2 separate regions of the Mus musculus genome follow, and region 1 is linked to region 2. A link is a contact called in public HiChIP or PLAC-seq data. All regions are on one chromosome and are shown on one strand. Each heading gives the region's core, a stretch centred on a gene start, on an enhancer-like site or on the middle of the called end of the contact. The rest is flanking DNA. Distances are from core to core; before and after follow the strand shown.

Region 1 (6,274 bases), core at 2,554-5,053, 260 kb after region 2:
TCCCCAGAGGAAAAGACGTGCCTGCAGAACTTTAAAGGAAAAAAAAATTGATGATTTCCTGTGAGAGGAAAAAAAAATCCATAAATGCCCCCCACTCCGCACTCTCCACCCCACCCCACCCATCCTCCACCTCCCCACCCCCAACCTCCCTCTTGGTTCTCTTCATTCTTTGAGGCAGGAGAAGCAGCAACCGAGAAAGGAAAGCCCAATGGGCTGGGGATGACAAGCCAGCTCGTGTCTCCTGTGGAACCTTGCGGGTGACCTTGCCTGACCTGGTGTCCCTGTGTGACGCAGCGATAACAGGGCTGTGAGGCTGGATAAAACAAAGGTCTCTCCACTGTGAGACAGATCCCTGCTTAGGGCCCTTTGTGGATGCAGCAGAGGAAACCGGCTCACAGGACCTGCCTTCTTAGGCCGAGAAGAGGGAGCTGGGCCAGAAGAGGCCCTTCTCAGGGTGCCCTGAGAGTGAGCAGACATGTGTCCAGCCTTCACTGTCCATTCCTGCTGAAGGTGAATGGTGGGTTTCTGGGAGCTGTAATTGTTTTTTTGAGAAAACCTGCTATCACACTGATAAGCTGCCTGTCAAAGGATGTTATTTCTGGATGGGAGGAGAGTCCACGGGGCTGGGGCTTCTTCCTGTCTGCACCGCGTGGGTCCACTGCCTCCCACCGGACCTGACTTGAATGATAACCAGGGGACAGCCACAGCCTGCTGCTGCTCAAGGCCTCCACGGTGCTGCAGGGCCAGCTATCTCAGGACCCTGGATTCCTGGAATTGTCTGACAGAGTGGAAGTCTGTTCTCCATCCCCTGACAAGCCGCACACTCCAAAACAGGTTATTTCGGTCACCCCAGCCACTGGTTCTCTGGCCTGACATGTGTCTAAATTAAATTGCTTTTAAATACCCATGCCACCGGGCTAAGCAAGCTGCATTGTCTATTCTGCCAGGACTGTCTTCAGTGACGATTCTTTTTGTCACCAGTGAAGCTGGCCTTGTCCAGAGAGCAACATGGTCTCAGCTAGTCAACCCTCCTGGCAGCTGTCAGTCTGGAGCTTGGTGATCCTCATTGCTTAACCTTCCGAGCCTGCTCTGTTGTCCTTTGTGGACTTAGATTCTAGTTCGTATTGATTTTTGGTTTCCTTACCAAAACTCGCACAGATGGTAAGCGTCTGACTCAGTGCATGGCAAACTGTGTGTGTGTGTGTGCCGATAACCTCAGTTCTGTCACCCAAGAAGCTCTCTTGTGCCCCCTTTTCACTAACTCCTGCCTCCATTATTTTCCCTTCTCTCCATAGATGACCTTTGCCTTGTTTCAGACTTCATGTAAATGTAACCGTGGTGCAAAGGAGAGAGCTCAGCCTGAAAAGCCATTGTTAAATTCAATCCCAGCACCCATGTAGAGACCTGTGTGGCAGTGCTGGCTTGAACCTCTGTGTTGGGGAGTCGGGGACAGTGAGATCCCTGGCATGGCTGGCTAGCTCCATTAGTGACTGGCAGGTCCAGTAGAAGGTATGCACTCCACCAACTAAGCTATACCCCAATCCCCCATTCTTCAAGTTTAAGGCAGGGGGTTTCACTATGTACCCCAGGCTGGCTGAAACTCTCATTCCTCCTGCCTCAGTTTGTAGAATGTGGATTGCCGGTGCCACTGCACCAGACTCTACCAGTATTTGTTAAACAAAGGATCCAAAGACAACTCGAGGCCAAAACTTGGCTTGAAGTCTGTGTCAGCTGGATCATAGACACAAGTGATCTCAGGCACAGAAGGCAGTGGGGTTATGAGGATCCAGAGGTAGCTGTGAGCAGCACCTGTAGATTGAGGCCACTAGAGAAGAAAGGGGCAAGTCCCTGAGTATGGTCCTCTCAGGGAGCAGGGTGCATAGCCTAGTGGCTCAGGGACAGAACACGGGATCTACATGGTGAAGGAGAAAACTGACCTCTGAGGGTTGTCTTCTGACCTTCACACACATAGTCCCCTCTCCAACAGAATGAATGAATAAATGTTTCAAAAGAAGGGAAGAGAAGAGCAAATGTGAGCCCTGGGGACAGAAGGTGGCGGTCCCCATTGTCACCACTTGTATTACTTCTTGCATCTGACCCAATTATGGAGCACTAACAGGAAGGCGCACTCTTATTTAAGTGATTTTGCCCCATTTCCCTTCATTTGTCTCTCTTTCTTTTAATTTATTTTAGACAGGGTCTCTTGTACCCCAGGCTCTCCTGGAACTCACTGGAAAACTGTGTATGTAGCCTTGAACGCCTTGGCCTCCCGGCTTCAACTTCCCAAACCTGAGATGACAGGGGTATCAACACACCCAGTTTTTCTTTGTAATTTGAGACATGGATTCTCAGCCTGGTGGTAGTAGTGGTTGGTGCATGCTTTTAAACCCAGCACTAGGGAGGCTGGGGCTGGCACATCTCTGTGAGTTCCAGAAAAGCCAGGGCTACACAGAGAAGCCCTGTCTTGAAAAAGCAAACGAACAAATAAACAAACCCCTCCAAATAATGAATTCTTGCTATATTGCCCGGAACCTACCCAACTTCCTAGTCTCCCCAGCGGCAGGCCGTTCAGGGATTGAGTCACTGTGCTAGCCTCCCATTTGATCAGCCTGTTGCCTTGGGGATCTTGCAGGCTAAATATTTTCACTCACCCCCTCCCCTGGGCCCCTAAGTCCCCATCTGACCTCAAACTGGCCTCCTTCCTCCACCTTGTCTACTGTTTACAGAACGCATCTGCTGACCGGTCAGGTCTTTCTGGACTGTGAGACCCCTTGTCACTGCCTCTCTTCTCTCAGTCTCAATTTTCTGCAAATTCATCTGCAAAATGTATTGGCAGAGAGGCTTCAAGGTCCCCTGCCCCCAACTCCAGGTTGTGACAATCCCTGATGGCTAATGGCCAAAGATCAGGGTTCAATTTGCTTCTGGGCTTGGAGGTGACAGAAGGACCACAGAACTGGAAAGATCTGAGTGGCAGGATTGGAAGGCCTCTAAGATTAAATTCTGCCGAGGACCTTCTAACATGTGGGGGGAGGGGCTGCCTTCCCGTGTCAGGAGAAGATTTAAGGAACCCCAAATATCACCACCCCTCTCCTGACAGGAGAGGGAAGAGTCCAGCTGACTACTTGACAAAGCACGCAGTAGGAGGCACCTGCCCCAGATTCTGACCTCTGCTATCCCGAGAGGAGCTGACTTGGGATAAACAAGTTTTGTTGTTGTATAGATAGTGGTTACTTTGTAATTCGGCCAGTGCTCCATCTTTACTCACCTCGGAGCCCCTGCTCCAGGGCACTGGAGACTGAACTCCTCCCACTTCACCTGTAATTCTAGATTTCACCTCCTACCGATCCTCTCCTTCACCCTAAGTCTTCGCCAAAAGGAGGGCTGGGAGAGCTCCCTATACACCGGGAGAGAAGAGAGAGGGGAAAGGGGGAGATTTGGAGGTGCAGTGCGGAACTTGTAGCAGGCGGGAGCAAAGGGAAGCCACAGAAGCACCAAGCCTTTAGGAGTACTATGAGGACCAAGTAGACAGCCCTTGCTAAGGTTTGGCCGCGGCGATGGCAGAGGCGGCGTCTGCGGAAAGCACACTCGCAGACGCACTGGCGGGGACACAGTAGCAGGTCTACAGGCGACAGAGGAATGTCTGCAAGCTAACGACTTTAAAACAGGGGTTCTGTAGCTACTTATTGGGACCGGGGATTTGGAGCCCCGGAGGGAGGAGTTAAAGGGGCGGGACGGGGAGGGCGCGGCCACCTATCAGGGTCCAGCCCGCCGCTCACAATAACCCGCCTCCAGCCAGCGCCCCCGACTCCGCCACCGGCGTCCCAGCCGAGAGGGTGTTCGGGCAGTTCGCCCGCCGCTACGCCAGCTCAGCTTGGCAGGTAAGCGTCTTGCAGCCCTAGCCCAAGTTGCTGGAAAGTTGGGGACCCGTGCCCAAATCCCTCGGTGGCCCCGGCTCTGAAACGTCCCCTCTGCGTCTGACACCCCAGAAGGTGCTAGTCTGGTCCGCGTGTCTCGCTGTGCGTCCATGCACTGGGGTGGCCCTTGTGTCCTGGTTCTAGGGCGCGCTGAGCAAGTGGCCTTCGTTGTCGCTGTGCCCTGGTTGTCGAAAACTTAGGGGGAGCAGCTTGAGACCAGGGCGCGGCACTGCCACAGTAGGGCGGCCAGGCTGAGCCCGGGCCGCAGGCGGAAGATGGCGTCGGCACCTGTCTCCGCGAGGACCGGAGAGTTCGCATCTGTCCCTCCCTCGGGGATCCTGGGATTCGCACCGTCCCTGCCGCGACCTGGTAATTCACACCTGTTCCCGACAGAATCCAGCTTCGCATCTGTCCTCTCTGGGACCCGGGGATATAGGTCTTCGAGGGGCAGCAGAAGGGCCTTCTTAGGCGACCTGGGTAGTTCAGACCATCATTTCCCCGAAGCTCCTAGCCACCTGCCTGCGCCCAGGCGCAGGGACTGGGAGTGCATCCGAGGGGCCGGCAAGGTCGCCGGTGTACCAGCCACAACCAGCACTGGGGGTTCAATACTTGTGTCACTTTTCCACCTTGTGGCCTTCAGGATGCGGATGCAGGTTGTTTTATAAACTTAATTGCTGTTCTGAAGTGTACTGAACCACCCCTACAAAGTGTTGTTTATTGTTGTTGGCGTTGATGCAGGTGATAACACTGTTACAGGGGTTTGGAGCCAGCTGCAGCTCTCAAGAAGGCTGGTCTCCTACCTACTTTGGGGGATGGGGGAGTTGTCAGTGAACCTTAATTTTAACCTCAGGGAAGCAGGCCTCATTTCAGATAGGCTTATGTCCCAACAGCTACATAGAGCTGGCTCCTTCAAAGCCTGGAGGGCTTTCTTAGAGGCCACACCAACCTCTCTACCTGTGACCTACTTTCTGTTCTGACTGTGTAGCTTTCTACAGGCTCCTCCACCATTCTGGACCTCAGTTTGTTGAGTTTGTAAACTGCGTTGTGGTTTAGCCTGGTGGGGAGGGACCTTTCCCAAGAAGTGGCTGAGTAGCTCGGCAATGCTACCTTGATTTCCACTAGGTTGGGGCATGTTTACTGTTGCTCCTTTACAAGTATACACCTAAGGGTCACCTGGGGTCCTTGGCTGCTTTTGGATCTAGTGTCCTGCCTAGGGCAGGTGGCACTCGTGACCTCCCAGCCTTGCCCCTCCCCACATCTCTCACTCCACCCTGCCAATTTTCTCCCCTCTATACTCCAGGATTTGAGACTTTCTTTGTTTTGTTTTGAGGCAAAGTTTCATGTAGCCTAGGCTGGCCCCCAGCTCACTATGTAGCTGAGGATGGTCTTGAAACTCCTGATTCTCTTACCTTCACCACCTGAGTTCTAGGATTCCAGGTATAGTTACTGTATCCAGGTTATTTGTAGCTGGGGATGGAACTCACAGCTCTGTGTATACTACCATTGTTTTCTTAAGTAAGGCCTCACTATGTAGCAGAGGCTAGCCTCGCATTCTCAATCCTTCGGTTTGCTTCCCTAGTGCTGACTTTTAGTCTGCTTTCTGTTGCTAATAAGATACAGTGCATTGGGTTGGGTTATAAAGAAGTAAAATTTATTCTGGCTTGTGATTCATGTGGGGTTGAGGGCCATCTTGGGTGACTCCCTTTTGTTGGCAGAAGACATACATTGTACATTTTACCCACCTCTCAAAGGTCCGGCCTCTAAACCCCACAGTGAGGTTGAGTTTCCCCTTTAAATACCTCACAAGGGGATTAAATGTCAACACCCCAATCTTTGGAGACCCCCAGGTCATATCTAACTACAGCGCCTCCCCTTCAAAGTCACAGAGCTGCTGTTTCTCAGTTGTTCCTCCAGAGTTAGGTTTTAAAGGTTGTCTGTGCTTTGCTCTTTTTCTATTTCGGAGACAGGGTCTCACACTTTATAGCCCAGGCTGTCTTTGAACTCTCAATTCTCCTGCCTCTGAGATCCTGGGGTTATGGGTCTTTATTGCTTATTTTTTAACTTTCTTAACTCAAAATGTGCACCTTTGCCAGAGGATGCTGGCTCTCATCCCGAGCTGGAAAACGCAGTGTGTCATTTTTCAACTTGGTGACAGGCTCATTTAACTTATCTTCTAAGCTGAACCCTAGTTAGCATTTTAAAGTTAGCTAGATCTGTTTTGTTTCCAGATCTGGGGATGGGACCCTGGGCTTTGTGTATTTTAAGCAACAGGGGGCCAAGAAGCAAGCAGGCCGCCTGGCTTACTTGGGGCATGGGATGCTGAAGGCTCAGTAAAGGGTCTAGGTAAGAGCCCAACACCA
Region 2 (6,120 bases), core at 2,559-5,058:
CTGGTGTCTTTTTCTCTGTTGCTGTCTTGTTTTTGTTTGTGGTTTTCGTCATGGGACACAGACACTGTACATCAGAGGTAAAGTGGAATCCCTCCTTGCCTGTCTGTCTGTATGTCTGTGTGTCTGTCTGTCTTGTTCACTTGTGTGTCCTCCATTAGACCACCTTCTGATTCTGTTTTCCTTTTGGTTTGTCTGGTTTCAGGTCTGGTTTTGGTCCCAAGGGGTTGACTGATTATCTTGGTTTGGTTTTAGGCTGGTCTCAGGTTCTGGGGGCCTTCCCATGGAGAGAGGTCCTTCTCATGGAGAGAGGTCCATTTGGGTTGGTCGCAGTGACAGTGAGACGTGCCAAAACGTTGAGCAGGCCACAATGCTCGAGGATGCTCCGGTGTCAAGCTGGGAAGTTGGATCTGAAACAATCCTTCTCAACCCAGCAGCACTAGGGTTCAGTTTATGCCTGGAACAGATAGTATCAGGCTTCTCTGGAAATCATGTGTAAGACGCCCTGTATTGGTCTTGCTTGTGTTTGTCATTTCTGTGGTACTGTGATTCTATGGTGGTTGCCTGAAAACAGTTTCTGTGTGTGTCTTGTGTGTCTCTATGTGTTTGGACTCGGACTAACAACTGACAACTGTTTTTGAGTTATGCCCTCTGGAATAAGCCTAAGAATCCTGTCAGATCCCTATGCTGACCACTTCCTTTCAGATCCTCAGCTGCCCTGCCTCCCACTCCAACTCCAGGGAGCAGCCAGCGGGTCACAGTGGTCCCACCCATGGACCTGAAGCCTAGGGAGAAATGAGCTCGGAAATCCGGAGCAAAAGAGGGGTGGTCCCTGAGAAGTCAGTGGCCCTGGATGTTGTGGCTGCTGAAGAGAAGAGGAGGCTGTGGAGTAGCTGGCCAAGAGCGCCACAGGTTCCCTGGCAGCTTCTCATTCCCCTGTCCCTTGCATCCCGTCTCTTGTTAACAGAAAAACTGCTTTCACTTTGAGATATGAGTGGCCCGGTACAGCCAGCTGTGAGAGCTGCACTCCCTTCCCTGCTCCACATGTTTTCTCTTCTCAGGCGACCCCGCCCTGAGCTGCTGGCAGTGAGTCTGTTCCAAGATCTAGTGAGGGAGGCATCCGCCCACTTGGGGCTTCTGTCCAAGGTAAGGAGCACCTGTGAGTCTAACTGCCAGGCTCTGATGGGGGTCTCGTCTCTGTGGGACTAGAAAGTCCCAACAATCTGAACAAGGTAACAGGAAGTTACAAAAGTTAAGAGAAGAACAGGGTAAGTTGGTAAGAAAGTGTAAGTAGATAAGAAAGTGCAGAGGAGGAGAAACGAAGGAAGGATAGAGGTCTGCAAAGAAGTGAGCTAAAAGCAAGTCTTCAGCAGACTCAGGAGAGATAGATGACAGTGGCAAATAGAGAGGTTAACAGTGAGGAGAAGTGAAAATAGAGATGAAGGAGATTAGAGAGGTCTGAAATGAGAGAGATACTCTGAATGAGAAATATTTAGAAGAGGAACCAGTAAGTAAGAGTCAGACAAGAAGAAGAGTTGAGGAAACATGAGGCTGACCAAGACAGAGACCAGAGTCAGAATCAGAGATGTGCAGTGAGAAAAAAAGATAAACCAGGGTAGAGGCAAACTATGAGAGAAGATAAGTGACAGAATATAGATGTGATAATTAGATAACATCCAAAGGAAGCAAAGACAAGGAGGAGGAACAAAAGATATATATATATATATAAACATATGAGATCTCCATTACAGTTAGGAAACAGGAGCAAAGAGAGGTAAATAACGGAGACTAGAACCTAGCAAAGTGGCACATGCTAATAATGCTAGCACTTTGAAATGATCTGTAAGAAACAGGAAGCCAGGAAATTAAAAAGAGATAAGAGAAATGAAATGCTGGCCACAAAAGTCAAGAAAACTAGAAAACTTAGATAGTACCTGGCAACAAAAGAAAGCTTTTGGCTAAAGATCAATGTGTTTACTGTAAAGAAAAAAGCACTGCGTGAGAGACTGCCCCAATAAAAAGAAGAGGAGCCCCCCTCATAATCAAACCCTTCACCTGTTTGTGACTAAAAGTAAAGAGATAGCAAAAGGGGTGCTAACACAGAAGCTGAGTCCTTAGAAGAGGCCGGTGGCCTACCTGTCAAAGCAGCTAAAAAAGAGACTGTGTTTCATATTCCTCCACCAACTAGGTTAAAACAAATTAGAAAAATTCTTGGGCACTGCGGGCTTTTGCAGATTGTGGATACCAGGTTTTGCTTAATTAAAGAGATAAACAGCCCTTCGTATAGAGAAATAAAGAACAACCTTGGATGGCCTTGGATGCCATTAAGACTGCCCTAATGTCATCCCCAGCTATGGGACTCCTAGATGTGACTGAGAACAAAGGTATTGCCAAAGAGGTTCTTACTCAGAGATTGGGACCCTGGAAAAGACCTGTGGCATACTTGTAAGAAATTAGACCTGGGGCTGTAGGATGGCCTGCTTGTCTGCACATAGTGGCTTCTGGTCAAGGACGCAGATAAATTGACTCTGAGACAAAACTTGGCACATGCCCTAGAAAGTGTGGTTCAGCCCCCCTGACCGATGGCTGACTAACGCTCTTGAAAACATTATCCAACCGTCCCCCTGACCGATGGACACATTATCAGAGCTTTTTGTTGACTGAACTAGTGACCTTCACTAACCTACTGCCTGAGACTTCACCTACTCATCACTGTGCTGACATTCTGGCAGAAGAAACGGATACTTGAAGTGATCTGAAGGATCAGATCAGCTTTGGCCTGAGAGTTCGAGCTGGTACACGGATGGCAGTAGCCTCGTGGTTGAAGGTAAGCGGAAGGTGGGGACAGCAGTGCAGTGGTAGACAGAAAGCTAAACTTGTGGCTTTGATACAAGCTCTATAAATGGCAAAAGAGAAGTCTACACTGACAGCAGGTATGCTTTTGCCACTGTACAGAGCAATATACAGACAAAGAGGGCTGTTGACATCTGCAGAGAAAGACCTAAGATGCTGTGGCTAGAAATCTGATGGCAGATCTAACCGCCAAACAGGCATCCCAAAGAGCAATGATCCTGACAGTCTGAAGACTATCAAGTTATAGACAAACTGAAGGAAGGAAAAAAAAAAACCATACTGGAGCAGCTGTGGTAGCTGGACAGGCCCCACCAGAGGACACATCGGCTCAAAAGACTCAACATCTACACAGATAGCAGGTACACTTTTGCCACAGCCCACGTCTATGAGGCCATATATCAACAGAGGAGTCTACTGACACCGGGAAGAAAAAGAAAATAAGAACAAAGAAGAAATGCTGGCTCTACTGAGGCCCTCCACGACCCTGCCAAGGTAAACATCACCCACTGTCCTAGTCACCAGAAGAGGGATACCATGTTAGCAAGGGGCAACAACATGACAGACTGAGAGGCACGAACAGTTACAGCCATGGCCCTGCTGGTGCTCCTGGCAACGGAGCCCGAGTTTGCCTACACAACAGAGGACTTATCCCTTATTTCCAAAGATTCCAGTCACCAGTTCTGTTGTGTCCGGCCAGCGGCTCACATGTCTGGGTTCTGTTCTGGGAAGGCATCCTGGAATCTGGAAGAGAAGAGGGACGAGAGAAAGGCATAGCTAAGACAAAATTCTGATCAAAGCTCAATTTTACTAATTCGTGCACCGAGTTATGAAGGAAGGGGAAGGGGCTAATTCCCGCCAAGTAATCCTGGGGTCCAGTTGCAGGGTGACCACGTGTATGGCTCCAGAACAGCAAGGCGGCAGGCTCCAGCAGTGGGCGTGGCTGAACGATTGAGCGGCAGGCTCCACCCTGATGCAAACAGTGAAACCTGAGCAAACAGGTTTCAGGCTGGGGAGGGAAGGTTACACAGTTCAACAAAAATAAGAGACTGTGATACACCTCCAGGGAAAGAAAATCCTGCCACAAAGACAAGCAGAAGCTGTGATCAAACAGATGCATCAGTGGACCTTAGAGGTAAGCAAGCTCATTCAGACATTCTCCAAGCCATGTACCAGGTTTAAAACACCTTGTGGAACAGGTGCTGCACAAAGGTGTGCCCTGCCAAAGAGTCAATGTCTGCCACACTATAGTAGATCCAGGGAAAAGACACTGGGAAGACAGACCTGGTGTCTACTGGGAAATAGACTTTACTGAGAAAAATATGTGTATGAATATCTTCTGCCAAAACAATAGTGTCAGATAATGGCCCTGCCTTTGTTGCCCAGGTAAGTCAGGGTGTGGCCAAGTACTTAGAGGTCAAATGAAAATTATATTGTGTGTACAGACCTCAGAGCTCAGGACAGATAGAAAGAATAAATAGAACTCTAAAAGAGGCCTTGACAAAATTAACCACGGAGACTGGCGCAGACTTGGTGCTCCTTCCTCATGCCCTACTCTTTTTGAGATCCTTTATGGGGCTCCCATGCCCATAACTGTCTAAAATGATGTGTTCAAACCTATGTTGTTATAATAATAATCTGTATGTTAAGTTAAAAGGCTTGCAGGTGGTGCAGAAAAAAGTCTGGTCACAACTGGCTACAGCAAACGAGCCGGATACCCCAAGGACATCTCACCAGTTCCAGACAGAGGTCTGATCTACGTGCACCTGCGTCATGCTGAGACCCTCAAGCCTCACTAGAAGGGTCCCTGCCTAGTTCTGTTTACTATTCCTTCTTATTATGTTTTTGTTATAGCTTATAGTCCTCCAGCATCAATACCAACCTATAGTTAAGATAGAAAAAGAATATGATTTCTATTCTCCACATAGAGATATAGACTTCTGAAATTCTAAGATTAGAATTACTTAGTAGAAGAAGAGGGGAATGAAAGAAAGATGAAATTTCAAGACCTGTAAGTCATATAAAGTACTCAGAAATTGCTGGTTTTTTGTGAGGTAGAGACTGCCTGGGGCTGAGAATAAAGAAAACCAAACCTGGGTATCCCCCGTAGTTAAAACATTCCTGGGAACAGCTTAACCTTAAAGATAAAGAGGAATGTGAAGACATAACAGGGCTATCTAAACTGAGTCAACAACTCACAGAACTCTGACACCCTGCACGGACATGTAATTTTTCTGCTGATGTTTGAATAAGCCAATAGTGTGTTGCTATGCTGAATTCCACACCCCTAAGGCCCTTACCCCATAAAAACCCCTAGCTTCCGAGCCTCGTGGCTGACATCCATTATCTCCTGTGTGGGATGCATGTTGGTCCGGAGCTCCGTCATTAAATGACCTCATGTAATTACATCAAGATGGTCCTTCGTGATTTTTTGGGTGCACGCCGAATCGGGAATTGAGTGGGGGTTTCCCCACTAGGTTCTATCACATCTTCTATGGAAGAGGTTTGGCAACTATGACGGTCCTGAAACAAATCCCCACAATCCCTATGGATTATGAGGTATGAATAATAATAATAACAATGAATTATGATGATGATGGTGACATATTTTCCAGACAGGGTCTCTTTGTGTATCCCTGGCTATCCTGGTACTTGTCCTGTAGGCCAAGCTGGCCTTGAGCTCACAGAGATCCGCCTGTCTCTGCCTCCTGAGTGCCAGAATTAAAGGCATGTACCACCACTGCTGGCTCAGGGTCAGGGGTTGAAAAACCACTCTCTGGCACCAAACCAGCACAACAGCTGTTTCTGCTGCTACTGTTTTCTGTGGAATGGCACATTAAAGATATCTTTGTTTTCCCTAGTGCCAGGATTGAAGGCCTGGCTAGAAGATCTTGTTTCCCACCCTGGCCGCAGAAGGCTTCCTAAGTACCCCCCACACTTGTCATTCCTGATGTCCCACGTGGAGGGGGACATCCACACAACGACAGTGAAACTCTTGTCTTTGCAGTACTCCACATGCAGCTCAGAGTATCTCCTAGGCTGGATCAGTGGGTGCCTGGTGAGTCTTGTCTGGCTGACGCTATAGGAATGAACCTGAGTCCAGAGAAAACCCACGGTGAGGGTTGGGGGAGGGGGGGGAAACGTCCAGGTTCTTGAATGTCATAATGAGGATTTGGACTGGGGCCACACGTGGCTGATGATGGAAATGAAGATGGATTGTTCATGAAGAAAAGGGGGCTCCTGAGAAGGGAAGCCAGCTGGAGAGCTGGACCT

The links. HiChIP or PLAC-seq counts read pairs in DNA pulled down with a chosen protein or histone mark.
Region 1: an H3K4me3 HiChIP or PLAC-seq map of embryonic stem cells shows a contact between it and region 2, with 16 read pairs. The contact joins the promoter of Bik here to the enhancer-like site in region 2. A contact is called at or near these places in 4 of 39 promoter capture datasets (the C10 cell line, liver, neutrophils and 1 more), 1 of 484 Hi-C or Micro-C datasets (bone marrow-derived macrophages), 7 of 115 datasets of contacts at active chromatin or transcription factors (bone marrow-derived macrophages, embryonic stem cells, neural tube and 2 more) and 2 of 9 other capture datasets (adipose tissue and pancreatic islet).

The regions. Positions count from the first base shown.
Region 1 is chr15:83,523,059-83,529,332 of GRCm38.p6, forward strand. Bik (BCL2-interacting killer) reads left to right here and starts at 3,804. Exons shown (of 5, transcript NM_007546.2): 1 at 3,804-3,878.
Region 2 is chr15:83,267,618-83,273,737 of GRCm38.p6, forward strand. It overlaps Gm32788 (a long non-coding RNA gene), which reads right to left. Exons shown (of 4, transcript XR_384278.4): 4 at 3,338-3,591. Among named protein-coding and RNA genes, the nearest start is that of C130064B19Rik, 11 kb to the left of the region's middle. Within about 2 kb of position 3,809, at least 6 of the 459 cell types and tissues checked have an H3K27ac peak or open chromatin away from gene starts, as enhancers often do. A contact at or near this core is called in embryonic stem cells, where this site is marked.